Linked DNA regions of Mus musculus: all the other regions are linked to region 1. The links are chromatin contacts, called in public Micro-C and promoter capture Hi-C maps. All regions are on one chromosome and are shown on one strand. The core of a region is the stretch at or near the end of the contact, and the rest is flanking DNA. Distances in the headings are between cores, read along the strand shown. Region 1 holds the start of Prdx6 (peroxiredoxin 6). Region 2 holds the start of Eef1aknmt (EEF1A lysine and N-terminal methyltransferase). Region 3 holds the start of Dnm3 (dynamin 3). Region 4 holds the start of Mrps14 (mitochondrial ribosomal protein S14).

What was found. Promoter capture Hi-C pulls out the DNA fragments that hold promoters and counts their contacts. A called contact is a pair of places that touch in the nucleus more often than the background predicts. Capture Hi-C pulls out chosen DNA fragments and counts their contacts.
Region 2: a promoter capture Hi-C map of adipose tissue shows a contact between it and region 1, with 2.8 times the contacts expected there. The contact joins the promoter of Eef1aknmt here to the promoter of Prdx6 in region 1. A contact is called at or near these places in 1 of 39 promoter capture datasets (hippocampal neurons), 1 of 484 Hi-C or Micro-C datasets (regulatory T cells), 1 of 115 datasets of contacts at active chromatin or transcription factors (astrocytes) and 2 of 9 other capture datasets (adipose tissue and liver).
Region 3: a promoter capture Hi-C map of hippocampal neurons shows a contact between it and region 1, with 5 times the contacts expected there. The contact joins the promoter of Dnm3 here to the promoter of Prdx6 in region 1. A contact is called at or near these places in 1 of 39 promoter capture datasets (hippocampal neurons) and 1 of 115 datasets of contacts at active chromatin or transcription factors (astrocytes).
Region 4: a contact with region 1 is called in a Micro-C map of embryonic stem cells, with 3 times the contacts expected there. The contact joins the promoter of Mrps14 here to the promoter of Prdx6 in region 1. A contact is called at or near these places in 2 of 39 promoter capture datasets (liver and pre-B cells), 5 of 484 Hi-C or Micro-C datasets (embryonic stem cells, muscle stem cells, olfactory sensory neurons and 1 more), 1 of 115 datasets of contacts at active chromatin or transcription factors (regulatory T cells) and 1 of 9 other capture datasets (liver).

What each region holds. Positions count from the first base shown.
Region 1 is chr1:161,249,118-161,254,461 of GRCm38.p6, forward strand. It overlaps Prdx6 (peroxiredoxin 6), which reads right to left and starts at 2,093. Exons shown (of 5, transcript NM_007453.4): 1 at 1,905-2,093. The coding sequence starts at 1,999.
Region 2 is chr1:162,545,618-162,550,961 of GRCm38.p6, forward strand. It overlaps Eef1aknmt (EEF1A lysine and N-terminal methyltransferase), which reads right to left and starts at 2,728. Exons shown (of 8, transcript NM_144877.1): 1 at 2,487-2,728; 2 at 151-910. The coding sequence starts at 2,639.
Region 3 is chr1:162,475,845-162,481,188 of GRCm38.p6, forward strand. It overlaps Dnm3 (dynamin 3), which reads right to left and starts at 2,190. Exons shown (of 21, transcript NM_001038619.2): 1 at 1,819-2,190. The coding sequence starts at 1,979. Gm31985 (a long non-coding RNA gene) reads left to right here and starts at 822. Exons shown (of 3, transcript XR_373653.3): 1 at 822-1,031; 2 at 4,182-4,457.
Region 4 is chr1:160,192,697-160,198,040 of GRCm38.p6, forward strand. It overlaps Mrps14 (mitochondrial ribosomal protein S14), which reads left to right and starts at 2,519. Exons shown (of 3, transcript NM_025474.4): 1 at 2,519-2,615; 2 at 4,250-4,408. The coding sequence starts at 2,571.

The DNA of each region.
Region 1 (5,344 bases), core at 843-3,342:
GCTCCCCAAACCTTCAGCTGTTTCTAATTATCAGGGGGTTAAGTAATGCTTAAAGTTCATTTTCCTTTTCTCCTCCAAAGGATCTTTGAGTCTGTCAGGGGCAAACTGACTTGCGATCATCTACAGAACAGAGTTTGGAAACACTAGTCAAATCCCTTGTATTAGAAATGACACACAGGGTGGAAAAGTCCTTCTCGGTTATTGCAGGCGTATCATGACTTATGTTTGTTCATAAATTTACCTCATCTTAAGATGCCACTTCATCTGCTTATTTAGTTGCTATTTAGGGACAAAGCCTCACTAAGTTGGCTTGGCCTTGAAGTTAGGATCTTCCCAACTGTCTCCTCAGCAGCTGGAATAAAACAGTTGCATCCAGATCTAGATCAATAAACAATCCCTAAGATTCCCGCCCCCGACTCTATAGTGTGGCTATCTTCACAGCACACGCGCTTTAGATTCATATTTATCTCTCATCCTTACAGATGAAGCGCTCCAGCAAGCCCTCACATTTCCTGGGGGTGTGGGCTGCAGACAGGAATGGGAAGGAACACTGTGTAAATCGTTGGCAGTCTTGGATAAATATTAACACTAGATTTTGAGTGATGAGTCTGGCTGGCATGCTTATTTTTAGACTTTTCTCCTGCAAGGCCTGAGGGTTCCATTTGCTACTTCTTCTAGTCTACCTTTCTCTTTTAAAAGCTCTGCTTCCCCTTAGTCAGGAGGAGCCAAACTCACCTCAGGAAAGATTCTCTAATGCTTCCTTTCCTGCCTGGTCACGGAGTAGTTTCATAAACTGCTCTGTCCTCACGTACATACATACATACATACATACATACATACATACATACATACATACTAGATACGAAAAGGACACAGACAGACCCAAGAGTTTGTTTATTCAGTGTCATTGGGCACTGAAACTCCAGAACCACAACATAGCCTGACGCGTATGCAAAAAGCGGACTGAAACTAAGCATCTTACAATGTGTGCATTCAGGAGCTGTAAAACTAAGACAAAATCGGTGCATACCTAGCCACTGTGGCCACCACTGTTGTTATCAGCAGCAAGGCCAGGCGCTGATGCAAAGCAGAGGGGGAGGGGACCACTGGGAAACAAAAGAGTCTCCAAGTGGGGAGGCACACGTGTCCTAGCCTTGGAATGGCCTAGAGTGGCAAAATGGTCGCAGCCTTTCCCTCAAAGCATTGCTTCTTCTAGAATCACGGTCACGCCTACAGAGTGTTTCTGGGTGCTCCCAAAGCTGTTACATATAATCTTATTTTTGACCTCTGAAGGAGGCTCTGGACAAAAAGTCTTTTGGCTACTTACTTGGCACCGTAGTTTTGTTTTGTTTTTTAATTCAGAAGTCCGCAAACACTCCCCGAAGTTAAGAGGAACCCAGATAACGTCGGGACAGCCCTTAATTTGTGGCTGTGTGCTCTAACTTTGACCTTAGGCACCCACCTTCCGCAAGGTACAACTTCTAGAGCGGCAGGAGGGCGGGCAGTGCGACCCTGGGCAAGCGTCCCGGGAAATGACCTCAAACACCGAGCAACCCTGCCCCACCTCCCCTGGGCTTTCAGATCGACCCCGACACAAACCCAACACTGTTTACAAAACCAGGTTAAACAGACAACAAACCGTCCTCGGCAAGGACCTCCTTTCCCATGCCAGGCCAGCCACGCTGGGTCAGGGAAGGATCCGCTGATCGGCGTAGGGCCGGGCAGAGGTCGCAGGTCCCCAGCAATGCCCGGTGATGCTCGGCAGGACCCCGGCGGCGGGCACGTGCGGGAACCGGTGAGGGGCTAAGCCAGAGACCCGCCGCGGCCGAGCGCAACCCGGAAAGAAGCGAGGCAGGTAGCTCTGGGGACCCGTCACCTGGCAGGGCAACGCGGTGGCCACTTACGAATCTCCCAGGAAATCGTGGAAGCGGATGCGGCCGATGGTGGTATTGGCCTCAAAGTTGGGGGCTTCGTCCCCGAGAAGCAACCCTCCGGGCATGGCGGCAGTGGTGACGCTGAGAACAAGGAGGCGCAGCCGCAGCAGTGAGCAGCGGGCGGGCTCCTGCGGAGACCTAGATCAGTGCTGGCCGAGTGGGCGGGGCTGGGGCGGGGCTGGGGCGGGGTGGGGCGACCGCGAGTCTGGCGGCTGCGGTTCTTCACGTGGAGCTTGCAGGCAAGGGAGATTCTGGAGCTAAAGAAGGCCACGTGCAATAGGAAGGAAGCGCAAGACCGAGAATTGCGGGGACTTGTAGATCTGGCGGCTCTGCAAAGATGCTCTAGGAGAAGGCGGAATTAGCGCAAATCCTCTGACATTCTCACCCCTGTTGGACTTACAATTTAGAGGTCTTGGGGTATAGCCCTCTTTTACTATGAGCATCTAGTAGTTGGCTGAATGACTGACTACTCAGCCAACCTGGGTTTCAGAAGTTTTTCAGGATGTGGCAAGAACCAGACTTGTGACGTGGGCTAAGTCAGAGGAAGTGGCTTTCTTATTGCAGCAAACATTCTGTACCAATGTCAATAAGAGGGCAATGGAAAGAACCGTTTTTTTTTTTTTTTAAATTTTGCCTCCCCATTCCTGGAGTTCCTTATAAAATGCTCAACACATTATTCCTAAAGTTTAAATATAGGTTTCACAACAGGCTTCTTGAGATCGAGTGTATGCAAGTGAATTCCCACCTGAAGAAATGGGACATTTTGATCCACTGACTTCCTATTTCCTAAGCACAAAGTGGAGAAAGATGCCTGCCCTTATTAGAGACAGATGGCAGACATTCTGCACAGAAACCAGAATCTGTTAGAAGCTCAGCCTGGTGATCGCAAACCAGAAACCCCAACTACTCTGGAGAAAGGAGAAGGACTGTAAATTCTGAGCTACAGAGGAAGTTCAAGGCCAACCTGGGGAACTTAGAGTCTGTCTCAAAATAAAGGGGAATGAGGAAGCAGGTGTGCGGCAGGATGCTTGACTGGAGTGTGGGAGGCCCTAGGTCCAATCGCCAGCGCTAAGGTGTGGTGGAGGACAATGTATTAGAAAGCCCCGAGTCCTAGCTGGAGAAACTAAAGCGAGTTTATGTAAGTTAAGTGAGGCTACCTGGAGGTCAGCTTCAGATTGTGTGGCCCAGCCTGGGGAAGCCTGCAGGACAGTAGACTACTTAGAACATGGCAGGTGCTCTCAGAGTGGTAGCTATTATTAGATGACACAATTCACGCAGTAACTCTCACTTTCCTTATTGCTAGCTAGACACCGTGCGAGGCCTGATGTGAGACATAGTCCCAGCTCTTACAGGAAAAGTGCAGTTATGATATCATGTAAGGTGATATGGACAGGGGAGCTGTGAGTGTTTGTTGTTCGGTGTGAGGAATCCTCTGGAACAGACTCAACGGATTTAAAGGAAAGCGTGTGGCGGTGCTGAGTGCAGCGACCCACTGTACCCTGCGTTTTCATCATGGTGATAAGCCCTGTCTTTGTGTCTGCATGCATACTGGTCTTGCCTGCTTCACAGAGATTACTGCCATGCGTTTTAAAGTTAAGGTAACTTAATCTCTAGCTTGACTCCACCCTTCTGTTTTGAAAGCACGTATCTTCACTTTATTTATTATGTATTTTCACAGTAGGGAAGCAGGGTAGCTTGACCTTAAGGAACTATAAGCAGTGTTGCAAAGATGGGCTAAAAATCAGATACACCACAATAAAGAGACTGGATGCAGACTCAAAGTGGCTGATCTCTATCAAAGGCATAATTACATAGCCACCACTTTAAACTAAGCGAGTATAGTAAGATAAACACCTATTCCAATCTATAGTGCCAGAAGTAGCCTGCTGGTGGTGATTTAGTAACCGTGCTCTAGCCTTGGCAAAAGTTGGAATTCTTTAAAGGTAGAGATTAACATGTCTGTTTGCTTGATTGTTTTTCAAGACAGGATTTCTTTGTGTATCACTGGCTGTTCTGGAATATGATCTGTAAACCGGGCTGGTCTCCAGCTCACAGAGATCTGCCTCCCTGTGTGATCAAAGGTGTGCGCCACTGCCCAGTTGAGATTAACATTTTTGACAACACAGTTTATTTCACAAGACACTTAAATTTCTGTCTTCTGAGAAGTCCACAGATCTAGCATCAGAAGGCTATAGGCCCACTTGGAAACAGTGGTTACAAAATAGCCTTTTCTTTTCATGACTTTTTCTTTTCCTTTATTACTGTTTCTTCATTCTGTTCCTCATATTGTGAACATGAACAATGAAGACGATTTTATTCAAGGCAAAAGCCTGGTATAGTATATGTCCCTGTGAAAGCAAAGAACATTCTCATGTATTTAGTATGTGAATAAAGTTACAAGGCCACTGTGTTTGACCCTTGTAGGTAAGTGAGTTTGACCTTGCCTTATATGTAAGGAACCAGGACACTACAGGAGGACAGTGAAGACCATTTTCTCAAGGACCAGTGAGAAGCACAGTGGGAAAGGGAGGGGCTCGCTGTGGGATAGGCCAGAACATGGGAAGGAAACAGGCTAAGAGAACCCTTTGCTATGAAGGACTGAAGGCTCTGCCGTCAGGAGGAAGTGCTTTCAAACAACCTAATGGCTGGAGAGAACACCATGGTCCTTAGAATTATCTCCTGAGGGCTAACAAGGAAGTGCAGGAACTTCCAGTGGGATGGTGTCTGATTCACACAACAATTCTAACTGCTTCAAAATATCAAAATCTCTCTCTCTGTCTCTGTCTGTCTCTGTCTCTGTCTCTCTGTCTCTCTCTCTCTTAGTCTGTGGACTTTTAGGAAGAGGAAAGGAGGAAGGAAAAGAGGTATAGGGAGAAAAATCAACAAGAACAAAGTATATATTGAAACCCAGCACTTTGTGTGTTAATAAAAACATTAAAAAATGTTGGTTTAAACTGTATGTACATTTACCAAAAAGATTATACTAGAATATTCCTAAGACAATGTCATAGGGACAGCATAACTATTCACATCACCCATGCATGTTACAAAGGAAATGAATTGTTGGTAGCGATGCGGTAAAGGTAAACTATTGGACAGCCAGCAGAATGGAGCCTCCCTAGCTTCACGCAGTGATAGGGGTCAGAGTCTCTCTCTCTCTCTCTCTCTCTCTCTCTCTCTCTCTCTCTCTCTCTCCCTCACATGCCCCCAGAGGCCTCTTTCCTTCTCTTTCTGTCTTTTTCTGTCTCCCTTTCCCTGCTTCTACCCCTTTCCACGTTCCTGCTCTGCTCCTTGGCTCCCTTCCCCCAGTAAACTTCTTTTTGTCCTAGGCCTGTCTTTCAGGGGACCCCTTGGCAGGGCTCACTGAGGTGTTTCTCCTGCATTGTTATGTAATTATTATGTGTTTTATA
Region 2 (5,344 bases), core at 1,478-3,977, 1.3 Mb after region 1:
AGATAAACACAGGCACGATATATATACACCCAATCACCAATACCCAAGCCCAGCTCCAGCAAGCCAGCCCTTCTAGGGGAAAGAGGCAGAGCAAGCCCCAGCCCCTTTAAGACAGCCCTTCCAGGGAGAGGCGGAGCAATCCCAACTCACTGATGAAAATGGCAAAATGATTGTCCCGCGATGGTTTCACAGCGGGGTTGTCCACCACGTGGAGGGTGTAGCGTGGCTCCCCCGTGTCCCCACTGCACAAGTCCAGGGACACACTCCCCAGCCCGGCTTTGCGGCGCAGCTGACTACACAGCCAAGCATAGTACTGGCGCTCCCGCACAGCCTCCGCCAGCTGATCAGCACTCTCCAGCCTTACGGGCTTGCCCTGCTCCTGAGTACACAGCTCAAAGATCTGAAGGGCAGAGCCAGGGACTGGCCTGAACTTAGTCATGACGAAGGCAAAGACGGGCAGGGAGAAGCGGGGCTCGGCTTCAGACACCCGGTCCTGGCTGCTGGCCACTTGGTGTGCCCTCACCATCCACCCCTCCCGAGAGAAGTGGCCCACTGCTTTCTTCAGGATGTGAGCCTGAGCCAGGGAGATGCAGAGGTAGCGACCGCCCACCTGCAGGACACGGCCAACCTCAGCTAGCATCCTGTCCACCTGACGCAGGGTCACCTCCTCCTCATCTGTCAGGACAGCATCCAGCGTGCCCTTGTCCAACACCACCTGGAATGTGGCGTCAGGAAACTCCAGCTGGGTCATGTCCATCTTCAGGAAACTCATGTGGGGCCGTCGGCTGCCATTGCGTTCCTTCATCTGCTTGATGACAACCTCGCTGATGTCGATGTTCACGATATCCTGATAGCCCACATCATAGAGTTGTTCACTGAGCTCTGAGTTGCCACATCCGATCACAAGCACCTGGAGGGAAGAAACAAAGACAAAATGAAAGTGACCAAAGTCAAGAAATCCGCTTCAGATACCTCAAAGACTAGAGATTAGTAGACTTTGGCTACTTCATATTCTCCAGGGGCAGAGACACTATTCTGAGTAGAAAGAAGCACTCAAGTTAACTCTAGACACCATCTTGAAACTAGCAATGCAGGTGTGCACAATCCACGGTCTAGCATAGTCATGCCTGCAAAACCAAACTGTAAATATTCTTAAAATATTGTGGGTTTTTTTTTTTTTGGGAGGGGGGCATTGATAATTTTTTTTTCTATTACTTGATTGCATGGTTCTCAGGCCTTGTAGATGACAACCTCTTCTTACAATGTCAAAAGCTAGACACACGTGGGAGAAAATCACTAATCCAAACAGTATTATGCCACAATAAAGGTCATGTGAGAACAGGCTGTGTGATGTGCGCTATTCAAAACTTGTGTGCAGCCTGAGGGACGGTTCAGTAGGTTAGAACTATTGCTCTTGCAAAGGACCCAAGTTCAGTTCTTAGCACAGCCTATAACTCCATTTCCAGAGAATTTGGTAGCCTCTTCTGGCCTCCACAAACTTCCTGTACTCACATGATGCACAGAAACTCAGGCAGGCAAACACACATCTACATAATAAAATAAGGAAATCTTTGTCTTGAAGTTTGTAGGAAGTTACAAAATCCAAAACACCAGTTGCATCCTCATTTTTGTTTTTGTTTTTTTAAACCGTTAAAAATATAGGCTGAGTGACAGAACTGTTTCTAACTGCTCATACTTCCTATTTCCTCAGACAACAAACTAGTTTGTGAGGATTTGGAGCCTGCTCCCATCCCAGAGTCTATCTCATGCTATTTACTACTTGAAGCCAAACTTAAAAATACGAATTGTTGTTTCTCTTTGTGGCACATTCCTCCATTCATCTTTCAAAAATTCTGTTGTCACCGTCTCTAGAGGGCAAAGCATAGTTCCATGAGAAGTGATATGCCCTGGAGCCAGACAGACCTGCTTTTAAATCTCTATTTGACCACCTACTACATGCATGGCCTCCAACAGTCACTTGAAAAAAATAAGTGCACAACTACCCGCCTGAATTTGTTGAGATAAAAGGCCCGAGCATAGCAGACCTTAAGTCTCCTTCCCTACCGAAGCTCCAACTCGTCCACACCTATTTAACTTGGAATTTAACTTGTGTTTGTGGCTTCCTGCTCCTGTAGCTTGAGGGCTGGGCACAAAGCCTGAAATTTGATGAGCACTCGGCAGTGACTTAATAAACATATACACCAATAAAGTCCCACGACGCTACCTATTCCACACGTGTGCACAGTGACACAACACCCTTTCAGTCTACTGACGAAGCCACTATTCCAAAACGGGTTAAGGATGAAGTTTTAACTGAAAATCTTTACTTTTAAATGGCTATCTTTAAGGTTGCCACTTAGCCAAGATGCTGGGCAGAATCCTAAAATGATAGATCTGAGTGGGGTCCCCACGCCTGCCTGCCTCCTGCCTCCTAAACTTAGGATTGCTATCTTCAGTCCCCACAAGGGACTGGCTGCACGCCATACCTTTTCCTTGGGCTTTATGTATTTGTGCAGCACCTCGCACAGCTCCAGATAGGTCCCATACCACTCGAAAGCTGTCTTCCCTCGCTGCTGGAAGAACTTCTCCCAGTAGTCGGCAGAGCCAAACTCCTTGGAGCTTTTAGGTAGGAGATTCATGTTCCCACCGTGAGCGGCGTCTTCGACACTGCTCCTGGTGACAGATCACCCCGGGAAGCACCGGGAGGCAGCAGCGGCGGGAATCTTAGCCACTACAGGCACCATAGATTTGTTCTGCACGCAAAACCCAACCGAACCGGGCCCTGTGCAGCAGACGCGCGGACGAACCACTGAGCTGGCCACGCGCCGCTGCCGCCCCCCTTGTTTTTCTTCACCCTCGGTCCGCGCCCCACGTGCAGCAGCCACACACTCCCGCAGCTACACTCAGAACCTAGAAACCATATCCGGGTAAGAGGTCTCGTGATTGGGCAGGCGGAGCGGGCGGGACTTCCTGCGGGACTCCGGGCAGAAGAGGCTTGCTTCGTGGAACCGGGCGGGGCTGCGCGCGCAGCCTCTGTGAGCTGCGCTCTATCCCCAGCTGAGAGCGCGAGGGGCAACGGGAGCTGACCTGCGCAGGAGCAGGAGTCTCAGCTAGAAACCCCTTCCTCAGGAAAATGTGAGCTCATCTCCTCTTCCCGGAATCACTTTGCCACCGTTCTTGGTCAATTCAGAGGAAAATGACTGCTTTTTCTACTCCAAAATACAGAGCCCTGCTATTAATACAGTAACAACGGTGAATATCAGGAGACTTAACCGAAGTGCCTCCCTTCCCTGCCTCTCAAAACACAGTAACCATTCATTATGAAGATGCTCATTTTATCATTGGAGTCCTTAAATTGTCATTCTGATGACAGTTGTAAAGACATAGTTTATGTGTCTGATGAACAATACCATCCTTTTAAATGATCGTTTTATGAAAATATCCCAAGGAAGTTCCTAGTGAAGAGCTGTTTTGAAGAGACGATGAAAGAAACAGCTCTCGCGTTAAAGGAATAAGAGATGGAGCCCAGATATGACTGGCCATAGCCCAGGAACACAGATTTAGCTTCCTCAAATACCATGTTCCCATGAGGTAGCAATTGCATGAACTTTTATAGTAACAACACAGAAAGTAGTAAAACGGGACACTTACAAATACATTGGTGAGTATATTGTAAGATGATTGCAACCACAAGAAAACCTAGAGGTCTCTTCATACTTTCCAAAGGTCTTACCTAAGGGTCACAAAAGATGTTGCCAAGTACTAAATAACTACTAAAGGACCGGAAGATGTTCTAGGAAAATTTGGCTCTGGAACTGCATGCAACCTTTCAACGGCTTCACATCATTGACGTTGAAATCAATGAGCCTTTGAGGACACAGCTCCTTTCCAGAGATTCTTTTTCACAGCCTATACACACAGTGCTAGCACAGACACGGAACAGTTAGAGTAGACATAAGTTTTAAAGTCATCTTCAAACATTACAGAATCGTCTATTGGACTTGTTTTTATTTTTAAAAAGTTTCATATGATATAATCTGGTAGTGGTTTCTTCTTTCCCGACTTGTCTCAGCTCTTCCCCACCTCCTCAACTCCGTGACCTTTCTCTCTAAATAAAACACACAGTATTTTTTTAAGACTTATTTATTTATGCCAGGTGTGGTGCCATGCCTTTAATACCAGCACTTGGGAAACAGAAGCAGGTGGATCTCTTAAGTTCGAGGTCAGTCTGGTCTACAAAGCGAGTCCAGGACAGCCAGGGCTTATTACACAGAAAAACCATGTGTCAAAAAACAAAAAACAAAACAAACAAACAAACAAAAAAAAAAAACAAAAAACCTACCACTACAACTAATAATAATAAACAATAAAATATTAGTGTTTTGCCTGCATGTATGCCTACATGCCAGAAGAGGGCACCAGATCTCATTATAAATGGTTATGAGCCACCATGTGGTTGTTGGCAATTGAACACTTAGAACCTCTGGAAGAGCACCCAGTGCTTTTAACCTCTGAGCCATCTCTCCAGCCCAAAACACACAGAATTAAAAAAATAAATAAATGAATGAAGAAAAAAAACAGAAAAACTACCCATCAAAACACAAGATTAGGGCTGGAGAGATGGCTGAGCGGTTAAGAACATTCACTGCTCTTCCAGAGGTCCTGAGTTCAATTCCCAGCAACCACGTGGTGGCTCACAACCATCTCTAATGGGATCCGATGCCCTCTTCTGGTGTATCTGAAGACAGCGACAGTGTACTCATATACATACAATCAATAAATAAATTCTTTAAAAAAATTACTTCTACCAAAAAAAAAAAAAAAAACCCACAAGATTAAAAACCATAATATACAGGCAAAAGACCAGTAAGGCTAACATGTCCAAACTAAGCAATATGAGACTAAAAAGTCTACAAAAATACCCTTGAGTCTGTTTTGTGTTAGCCATCTATTGCTGGGCATGGGGCCTAACCTTAAGTGTGAAATGAAATTTAACTTTTCATTTGCAAGCTGCTATCAAATACAAGTAACTTCTTGTTAGGTACTAATGCCAGTGCCCACTTCCCCATTCAGGGTTGGCTCCCCTGTGGCTTGGACCTGTGCAGGCTCTGTGCATGCTGCCACCATCTCTGGGAGGTCACTCACATGTGCATCAGTTGTATTATGTCTGGAAGACACTGGTTCCTTAGAATCATCCATCTAAGAGGGGTCTGCCCTTAGATTCTGTCTGTCTTCTCTTCTGCCTAGCTCCCTGACCACAGAGGGGAAGGGTTTGATGAAGGCATCCTATTTAGGACTCAGTGTCTGTGTTAGTTAGGATTTTCTATGAAGAGACACCATGACT
Region 3 (5,344 bases), core at 940-3,439, 1.2 Mb after region 1:
GAGCAAAATATGCTTAAATATAAGCCGTTCCAAGGAAATTATAAGGAAGATGCATAAGAACATGGCTGTTGCGTTTGAAATATGATTTTAATCCTTAAAAATGAGTATCATTAAATAACTTCTTGCCTTGGACCAGAGGTCTGAGATGACGTAGGCAAAATGCTTTGCTATTGCTTTTTTTTTTTTTTTATTGAGCAAAAATTAATTATAAAACCAAGGAGAAATGATCCAGGGAACTAACTACGAAAGGGTAGCTGTCAACTGCGAGCAATTACACGGTCTTATCTTTCTAGTTCACATTGAAGCAAGAAAAACGAAGAGTATCTCCTGAGAGATGGAGCATCATTCGAGAAAAAGGGAAACGCACTTCGCAACACTCACACCCAAAAATGTGGGAGTAGTCAGCAGTACAGTTTACACATTGCCAAGCAATAACAAAAAGGAAGAAGGAGATGGAGAACCACAGCAGGAACCCTCTGCATCACAAGCCGCTCACCAGCCAAATAAAAGAACAAAGTGTAATCTCAGATTGCCCCATCCAGCCCACCGTTTTCATTGCTGCACCTTCTACCTGGTTTACTACTGGGAAACAGATTCCAGCCTTCAGGATGCACTCCTCACACAAGGCCATTAAGGTAACTCAATCCTTCCTGAATTGTTTGCTGGAAAAAACGTTGATTTCTGACTCAAAACAATAACAACTCTTTGTTGTTGTTTAAAATTGTGAGACATGAAGCTATAACTACAATTTGAATTCTGGATGTTATCTTGAAGACCCGCTGGATAAACAAGAGCTTAAGGAATGCAAGAGGATTGGTGGGGGGCGGGAGGGGGGAGGCGGCGCATGGCATAGAAAGAGTGCAAGAGAGATGCTGGTCAGTTCTGAGATGGTGCAGGAATGACAAGGCACCTGAACATCGCAAGTCCACGGTCATCCCTGGAGGTCTCGGGTTTTCAGTCATGCCTGAGCAGTGAATGGGTGCACACTCATAAACACACCACCGTTTATTCTTCAGCTCCCAAGGCGAATGGTAGGCAAGCATCTCCCCGTAAGCCTTCACCACAGGGATTTCGGGGTTCACACACCCCGCCTCCCCTGCTCGGGGCAGGCGATGACTGTTTCAAACAGTGTAAGCCTTCACCACAGGGATTTCGGGGTTCACACACCCCGCCTCCCCTGCTCGGGCAGGCGATGACTGTTTCAAACAGTGTAAGCCTTCACCACAGGGATTTCGGGGTTCACACACCCCGCCTCCCCTGCTCGGGCAGGCGATGACTGTTTCAAACAGTAAACAGCTGAGATGAGAGTCAGGGACAGGGGATGGGGGGCCGGGGCGGCGGGGGGGTGGGGTGGGGGAGAGGGGGGTGTGGACGAAGAAGGAGGGGTACATCCCGGCTGAGAGCTTCCAGGAGAGTGACAGGGAAAGGAGAGGGGTGTTGAGAAAGAGAACTGGCGACTGGAAAGCACCAGGCTGCGCTTCCAGGCTGCCAGGGGCTGGCGCGCACCAAGCCAGCGAGGGAAGTGGATCCCAGGGCGTACCCCGACTCCCCCACCGAGGGTGGGGAGGAAATGGCTTTGTATGGCAGGATGAAAGGCAGACAGGGGGTCACCACCGGGTAGAGAATGCTGGGGCGAAGGATGCTCAGAGCAAGGAGGACCCCGCCCGCTCTAGAAACACTAGTGCTCTGCCTCCAATCCGCTGCAGCCTCTAGTCCACCCTCGGGGCTCCCCACACCGTTCCATGTTCCAACGGCCTGAAGCACGGGGCTCCCCCCACCCCCACGGACGCGCCCCCACCGCGCTCCCGGTGCGCTCACCTGCCCACGAAATTCTCGAGCACTGAGCTCTTGCCGGCGCTCTGGCCGCCCACCACGGCGATCTGTGGCAGCTCTAGCAGACAGCTCTGTCCCAGAGCCGAGAAAGCGTCCTGCAGACGGTTCACCAGAGGGATCAGCTCTTCCATCTCCCGGTTCCCCATCTTGCCTGTGCGGCCAACTGCCCCACAGGTCCCTGTTCGACTGTGTGACCTGGCAGGCAGCCCAGGCCTCGAAGCACTTGTCCCGGTTGTCGCTGTGCGGGGCTCACACGGCGGAGTCCCTGCACCGATGTCCGATCCCTGCCTCCCACTGCTAGGATCCTGACAGCTCACAGCCCACGACGCGCTTGCGCAGCCCAGAGAGGCGAAGGAGGCGTGGCCTGGTCCTGAGACGGTCACGCCCACACCACGCCTCTCGCCCTGCTTCTCCCTAGAGTTTCCAATCCTACTGGCCTACGGTTGGACTGCCTCCCAGCTTCAGTCAGATGCCACTGCCCAGGCTAAAGGGCAGAGTACTGCACTTGGTCAAGGAAAAGCCTAAAATCACACCCAACAGGAATTGTTGTTCCTTTTGAAGGAGCTAAACCACACAGACGAAGCCTAGAGGAAAGCACTACCATCTACCATCAGCTAACAGCACGTTGACATCAGCTTCACCATGCACCACCACCACTGTACGCACCAGAATACATTTCCCAAAAGGAAATCTCACATTTCACCCCCTACTCCAAAACCCCAGATTGCTGTGGGATGCAGAGATAAACTGGCCTTTTAGAGTCAATCCCCATTAGAAAACTGGGTTACCTGACCTTATTGAAGTACTCATCATTACCAGCCTGTCCTACTCTACCTTCTGTAAGCTAAAGTGTAGTTCCTTGAACCTTTCTGTTCCCTACTCCTACCATACTCATTCTGGCTTTTAGAATTCCTTGCCTGAGCTAACTGTCCTTTTAGCTCCTGGTCAGGACAAAGAGATTGGCTGTTGAGTCCATTGTAACCACGCAGTCTGCACTCGATCCGTTAAATTTAGCACACTGAGAAGAGTCTGTGCCCGGAGATGGAGACACGAAGATAAATGGCCATGGTTCTTCACCTCCTTATCGTGGTCCTGTTTCCTGTGCATTTTGAATACTGATACCTCTCAGGATTTAGTGCGCAATATTTACTTGTCCTGCACATCTTCCATCTGATGATTGCCCAATGGCTTTAAGTAACCTAAAGACTAGAGACTACATAGGAAAATGTGTTGCATCTCTAGCACCCTGGGGTCTTCACTGTCACTTAGGCATCACCATTGCACTATTGCCCTTCTAGGACAACAGTGAACCAAGTCTGAGCCTGCCCCACGTTTCCTAGGCTCGGTGGCTCTCTGGATATGCTATATGATAGCTGAGTCAGTCTTTCACTTTTCATGCCTGCAAAACCAGTACCACATGGAGTACAGAGCCATGCTTTGCTGCCGGTTTGGGATGGAAACTTTGGACCACTATTGCAGCAACCTCTACGCACTGACCCTGAGGAGCTGGTGGCAGGGACGTCTGTGGCAGAAGAGGGTGGAGGCTGGTCATATTGCATCTATAGTCAGAAGGCAGAGTTAAACGGATGCTGATCATCAGCTACCTTTGTCCTTCCTAGGCAGTCAGAAATCTCAGAAATCCCAACACGTGGAGTAGTCCCACCTTAACTAACCTAGCTAAAGACACGCCCAGAGGTTTGTTTCCATGGTGATTCTAGATCCTTCCAAGGTCAATGTATTTGATATAAAGAAATGATTATGGTTAAATAAAGTCATAATGGTGGAACTCTAGTTTGAAAGAGCTAGTGTTCCTGTAATAAAAGACACCAGAGACCCAGCCCCATCTGCCATACAAAGACACAACAAGATGGCAGCCATCTTCCAAGCAGAAAGATGGCCCTCACCAGGACAGATCAGCAGACATCTTGACCTTAAACTTCCCAGCCCTGAGAACACTGGATAAAAGTGTCTTTTAAAGTTATGCAGACAATGGCATTTTGTTATACGATTCAAGCTTACTGCAGATGTAGGGTGTATTTAAAGGAACCTGTGATGGAAACCAGGGAGCAATGACTGCCTCTGCAGAGGGTCATGGATAGCATCTAAGAAGACATGGTCCTTGCTGGGTTCCTCCTGTACACCACTACACTACACGCTGTATAAGCTGAGGACACTAGCCCACGTCCAAAGTGTTTTGAGCTCTAATGCAAAAGACTATATGCTATTGTGCATTAGAAAGAAAATATATCAGCTATTTGAAACCTCTAATCCGTCCTGTTCACTTAGTTCAAGAAGCCGTTCAGAATTACTCTTGCCAACTGCTTTTCTTCTTTACTTCCCTTTTCCAGATTATTCCACAGTAACATGGGGACAAGAGACTCTGAATCCACGCAGAAACAGCCAAGGTCCTTCAGAGGTGTAGATTTCTACTCATAAGCTAATCCACGTAAAACAAACAGGAAACAGAAATACAAAGTGGAAAAGCAGATGGGACAATCCCACAGAAAGCTAATATCTACCTTTCCAATATATATGAAAGCTGAGGAGGGATGTCTGCTCAGTGACGAGTGTCTTGAATGTATCATACAGTCATCTCAACCCTGTCCCAACCCCAGTGATGGATGGTAGGTTCCTCTCCCTGGCTCCCATATCTATGTCATCACTACTTTCCTGGTAACTCCTAAAGATTCAAAACTCTTTTTGTCTTCTGTGTGTAAGAACTTAGTAAGCCCATAAGAACACTGATACATAAGTATGTATTTTACTTCATGGTCAATCTAAAAGATAACCTTAATGAAAGAATAGCACCAAAGACCAAGAGGAACTTTTAAAACTGATGTGGCCTCCCCCAAAAAAGCCACACTCCATGAAACACAGTCACACTTCCCTTTAGATAAACAGAATTTTCTCCATTTTGATCACCTACCTTGTTTATAGGACTTAGTTACACACAGCCTGGCTATTTCCAAAATTAAATCTATAAATAATAAATATATATATATATATATATATATATATATATATATATATACACAGAGACATATATTTTAAATATGCTGCAGGATGAAAGCATTCCCTGAAAGAAAAATTTTCAGTAATGAAAATATGCCTAGAAAAAAATATGTAAACTCTCCCAAAAAACACAGACTCAGATATATGAGTTTAGGGATTCATGTTCTTAAAAATCCACCACATTATTACAAAGTCATATCTTGTTTATTTCCCATAGTGCTCAGCACAACATTTAATAAATTTTTATGAGGCAGAGCTGCACCAAAATTGTAAGCATTTGCCATGCTATCCATTTAATAGCTGGGTAATAATACTACTGCCTCAAATACTACTTAGGATCTATTTGGGCTCTTTGCTTCTTTCTGCAAAGGTTTTTCTTTTTCTTCCCTTTGCACAGATTTTAGACCCTGTCTGAAAATCAGATTCACTGCAGAGGCCTTTTCAAGCTTGTTAAACACGATGAGAAATTTAAGCAGGCAGACTGTCCAAGCTGCAGTCA
Region 4 (5,344 bases), core at 1,269-3,768, 1.1 Mb before region 1:
TTTGGGGGGAAGGAGTGGTGTTTCCTGGGGAGTAGAAGGGCATCAAGTTCTGTGTCTCTTCTATTTTGTCTTATACATGTCTTCATCTTTTTGTCCATTTTTATTCTTTATAATAAGCTGATAAAGTACACCAAATGCTTTTAAGTCACGAATATTTACCCTACAAGATCTAAGCGCACCAGGTCCTGGGATACTTTTCCATTTGCCACCAACTAGCCACTGCCTCTTGTTGCTGCTTATGTTTTTGTTATTTTGTGACAGGGTCTCATTGTAGCCTGTGATGGCTTTAAACTTGCTGTGCACCCAAGGCTAGCCTTGAATTCCTGACCCTCCCAAATGCTGGGATTGCATGCATGCACTACCATTATTTTAATTTGCCATTTTCAACAAGGCAAACAATCACCTGGCTCCTAGGGCTGGTCCTACATCCAACTCTAGACGGATATAGTTTTCCTGCCTGTTCTTATGACACACACGGAGATGGGTTCTTGGCCATGTTCCTTGTCATACTGTAATGCAGGATGAAAACCTAGCCTACCAGGGGAAACCAAGTTTTACCCAAAGAAAGCTGATAAATGTGGAATGATAGCAGTTGGAGGACAGAGGGTGGCTCAGCAAGTTCTCTTCACAAGGCTGCAGCATGCACTGGTGTCTAGGAAGCTATCCATTCAGTGAGACTACAGCAGTGGTTATCTAGTGCCAGCTCCAGACCAAGTTTCTAGGTAGGGTTGCTGGAGGATAATACTGACAGGCACCTGTCTCAAGAAATGCTTTGATCTCTAAGTAACCTTCAATGCAGTTGCAGAGAAACTTGGGGCCAGTTTTACGTTGAAGGCTTCTTGGCTTGTTTAGCAACATATACTATCTGCTTGTGCATGGAAGCTCAGGGTGAGAAGACTCCAAATAAAGTCTCTCAGTACACTCAAGAATAGAGGGAGAATGTAAACGGTCACATTGAATTTTAATCTTTCTGATTTTTTTCTGGACCTTTTAGGAATTCAACTCATGGGTCTGTGCAATAGTTTAATTGTATAAAACTCGCTTTTTAAAAGATTTGTTTATTTATTTATTATATGTAAGTACACTGTTGCTGTCTTCAGACACTCCAGAAGAGGGCGTAAGATCTCCTTACGGATGGTTGTGAGCCACTGAGTGATTGTTGGGATTTGAACTCAGGACCTCTGGAAGAGCAGCCGGTGCTCTTAACTGCTGAGCCATCCCTCCAGCCCTAAAACTCATTTCTTTTTTGTTTTGTTTTGTTGTTTTTTTGAGACAGGGTTTCTCTGTATAGCCCTGGCTGTCCTGAAACTCACTTTGTAGACCAGGCTGTCCTCGAACTCAGAAATCCACCTGCCTCTGCCTCCCGAGTGCTGGAATTAAAGGCGAGTGCCACCACGCCCGGCCCTAAAACTCATTTCTTACTCTATAGCCTATAAACATATCTTTCTGACTTTCAAGCCCCTTCCAGAAGTTTGGCTTTCTGAAATTGTAACACATTAGTGAAACTTTTCCTGTTTTTAATTGAAAAGAAATATTTTTATACAGCATATTTCCCCTCCCTCATCTCCTCCAAGATCTTCCCACTTCCCTTCCTATCTAACTCCCGATGAAAACAAACAGGCATCTTAAAACAACAGAAACATAATAAAAGAGTTTGCCGTGTACCCATATCTTGAGATGACTGTAGATGATGCCCAATTATGTTGTGTGTGGCGTGGGGGTGAGTGGGAATGAGTTTTAACCAGGGTTTGATGCTGCTTGCTGGTCTAGGACTTTTTAGATCTTAGTATGATGGCAGGGACTCCTGGTTGTCTTATCCTGCCAAATGGTTTCAGTCAGAGTTTCCCTAGCCCATTAGAAATGTTCACTAACTTGTAACGCTTAAAGAAAAAAACTCTCCTTCTTCCTGGGAGCTTCCTGTGTAAAGAGCCCAATGGGCTGTTCCTCACTGCACCCATCAACACATCTAGGAGACAGGCTAGGAAGATGGCAGGAAAGTGCCCTGTACTAAAGGGAAAACAGCAGGCACATGCACACACACCACTACCGCCGTCCAACCCACAGAGACAAAAACGTAAAACCTATACAACCTTAATACAGATATGATATAATATAATAAAATAAATATAATATATATAATATAATACATATTTAAACCCTTGGCGTGCAAGCAGAAACTCTATCAGGGCCACTACCATCTTCTTTACAGCAGAAATGTGACCAGTGCCAGTTCTGCAGGATGAGTGACAAATGCTGCCAAGCTTCCGCCGGGTGGCGCCAACGCGCAGAACACAGGCGCAGGCTGGGCGGGGCTGGGACAGAGGAACAGCAAGGGCCAGGAGAGATCGCGCAGGCTCACTATTCTCCTACTGCCTAAGTGGGCGGTCCGCATGGATGATTTGCTTATCTATGAAATAACGCGAGAGTTATTTCAAATCCCGCACCTACCCTCTCCCTCTCTATAGGCTAAATCCTGCCCTGGACCCGCCCTTTGGGGCATAAGCCCCGCCTCCACAGAACCTGTTTCCGGTGTTGTACTGCGGCGGTGGTTGGCTGGCTGGGCAGACAACATGGCGGCGTCCGTGCTAGGCTCGCTGCTGCGGACCTTCCGGCAGGTCAGGCCCCTGCCTTTCTCGCCAGCCTACCCCTTCCCTGATTTCCGTGTCCTGTGGGTCCCTCGTAACCCTGTCACCTGTAATGCGCACGGAGGACCGATCCCAAGGCTCCTATCTGCTTTCCCGTCCTGGCTAGGTTAGGAGAGCCCAGAGCAGCAGTCGAGGGCTTGGTATTCAGGTGTGATCCGTCATGTGAAAGCTGCGAGAATGACTCCGGGTTATAAGGAGCCGAGTGTGAGTGGAGAAGAGAGGGGAGAGTCGGATGATTGAGACCTCAGAGGCTCCGATTATGCAAAGAGACTGTAGGGAACTAGCTGTCAGCCAGTGGTGGCTTGGAAGCAGGTGGTGACAATTTCGAATGGGGAGCAGGCCATTCCGCTAAAGCAGAATTAGTTAAAGGAAGGGCCGAGAATTGGCTGTAGAGTTAAGGAGTGGGAGTGTTATGATGCGGATAGAAACTGGAACGAGCAGCAAAGGACGTTGGAGAAGTCTTGGATAGTTTTGTTGGGGAGGGGTGTCAACTAGAGGGAGACCTGGGTGGACCTGGGTTGTTTTTTCTTTACTGTGACATTGCGTCATATCTGTATATTAGAGTGGGGGAACACTGATATAAAGAATAGGGAAGAATCGCTGGAGATCTGCCTTTTTTTTGCAGGCAAGAGGTGATATAGTCTGTGTATGAATTTTGATTTTAGGAATGTGGTTAAGTCATGAATAGCAGTTTCGTCCAGTAGAATTGTAATGCAAACCACAAGGATAATTTAAATATTTTCTAATATTTATATTGAAGTTTAAAAAGGAGGTGCGGTTAATTTTGATAGATATTTTTAGTCAGGTCTATCCTTATCCTAACAAGTCAAAATTAGAATGACTTATGTGACATTTGCATTCTTCTGTTGGAAGCAGGTTTCAAAGTCTGTGTATCTGACACTTAAAATATATATATATCGCAGTTGGGATGCTAACTTTTGCAGTTGGACCAAAACCAAACTTTTAAGCGAGTTAATACCAAGAATTATGTCCCCACTTGTACTGCTTACAGTTCCAGTGCGTATTAGCTGTATCCATGGTTCATGGCCACTGTAATGGACAGAGGTGTCATATAACCAATGAGAGGGGTGTAGAGTGTAGTACAAATACTGCCGAGGGGGCACAGGTATGGTAGTGGGAGTTTGGAAATTCTCTCCAGATTGCTTCTAATTTTATAACTAAGGGTACTGAAGTCATCAGAACCTGAGGGTGTGGGAGAAGGTAACAGTGACTTAAGAAAGAAGAATGAATACACCTGCAAATTGTCCCCAGATTTCCACCTGAGTTGTAGTATGCATGAGGTATGCACATGCACACACAAATAAATGCCATAAGTTACTTCCTAAAACTATTAAGTCTTCCCCCCATGAGATGGCTCAGTGGGTAAAATGCTTGCCACCAAGCCTGTGCAGTTCAATCTAAGGCCCCATGTTGTAGGGGGGTAACTGACTCACAGAAGCGTTGTCCTTGTCCACCCTCCACACATGCCCGTCCATACACAAGCACACATGTGCACTCAGACATGCCAAATAGAATTTAACTGCTCAAAGTCATTTAACGAGTGACTGAAAGTTTGTAGGATAATCCTTGTCTCTCTTTTTTAGGCAGTTCCTCCATCAGCGTCAGGTCAAGTTCGAGGTTACTATGTAGACTGGAGAATGTTGCGTGATTTGAAGAGACGGAAAATGGCTTATGAATATGCAGATGAGAGGCTTCGGATCAATTCGCTCAGAAAGAATACCATTTTGCCAAAGGACCTTCAGGTTAGCCAGTTGAGTCCCTTTCTTGCACAAAAGCATTAACTATCCTCATATTCTGTTTTATGCTGTTTTATTGCAACTTCTTAATGTAATTTCTGGAGAATAAGATCAAATATTCAAGTCTACATATATAGCCTTAAAACTGGCTTTGGTCAGCTTAGGATAAAGGACAACTACTCAGTCTTTCCTGGTTCTTCAGCCTTGTCATTATATAATCCCTAGAAAGTACTAGTACCAAGTACTAGTACCAATCGTGTGCCTGTTTGACCAATTGGGCTTGACCCCTACAGACAGTCCTGGCAGCCACCATTTTACTCTCTGCTTCCATGAACAACATTGTCTTGAGCTGAGTGCCCGAGGCTGTCTTCTCCTATTAAGTAGAAGAAGCGTAATACCACATTGTGGTAAAAGCCACAAGAGAGAGGTCCTGGGAACTCAGTTTTCTGCTCATTTGCTTAAAAACAGGCAAAATTTAAAAGATATAGCAGCCACCAGGACAGCCAGAGCTATACAGAAACCCTGTTGAGTGAGGTAAGCAGGGCTAGAAGGTGAAGAAATACTGTGCTGAAATCTAGAGTAGTCGTCGGTGGTGCAGTCTTCACTTGAAATTTGCTAAGAGTAGAAAGATAATGTACCAGTATTTCATTAAATATATACAAACTTTAGTTGTCAATCAAGCCAGAGGGTAAATGAGTAAATTATTTATGAAGAATATTACCCCACATACACACCAGGAGAAATGCCTCTAGTATTAGTACCAGCAGTAGCCGTGAAGATAACAAGTTATTTAACTATCAGGGCTGTCTGAGGCTTACAAGTTAAGTTTATGTCCAGTTCCAGAAGGCTTTCCCAGAATGCTCTTTTGTGCTTTCTTTTCTGCTGTCATTTTCCTGTTCTAATGTCAGTTTTTGAGGACAAGGAAGGGCATGCATAGCTAAG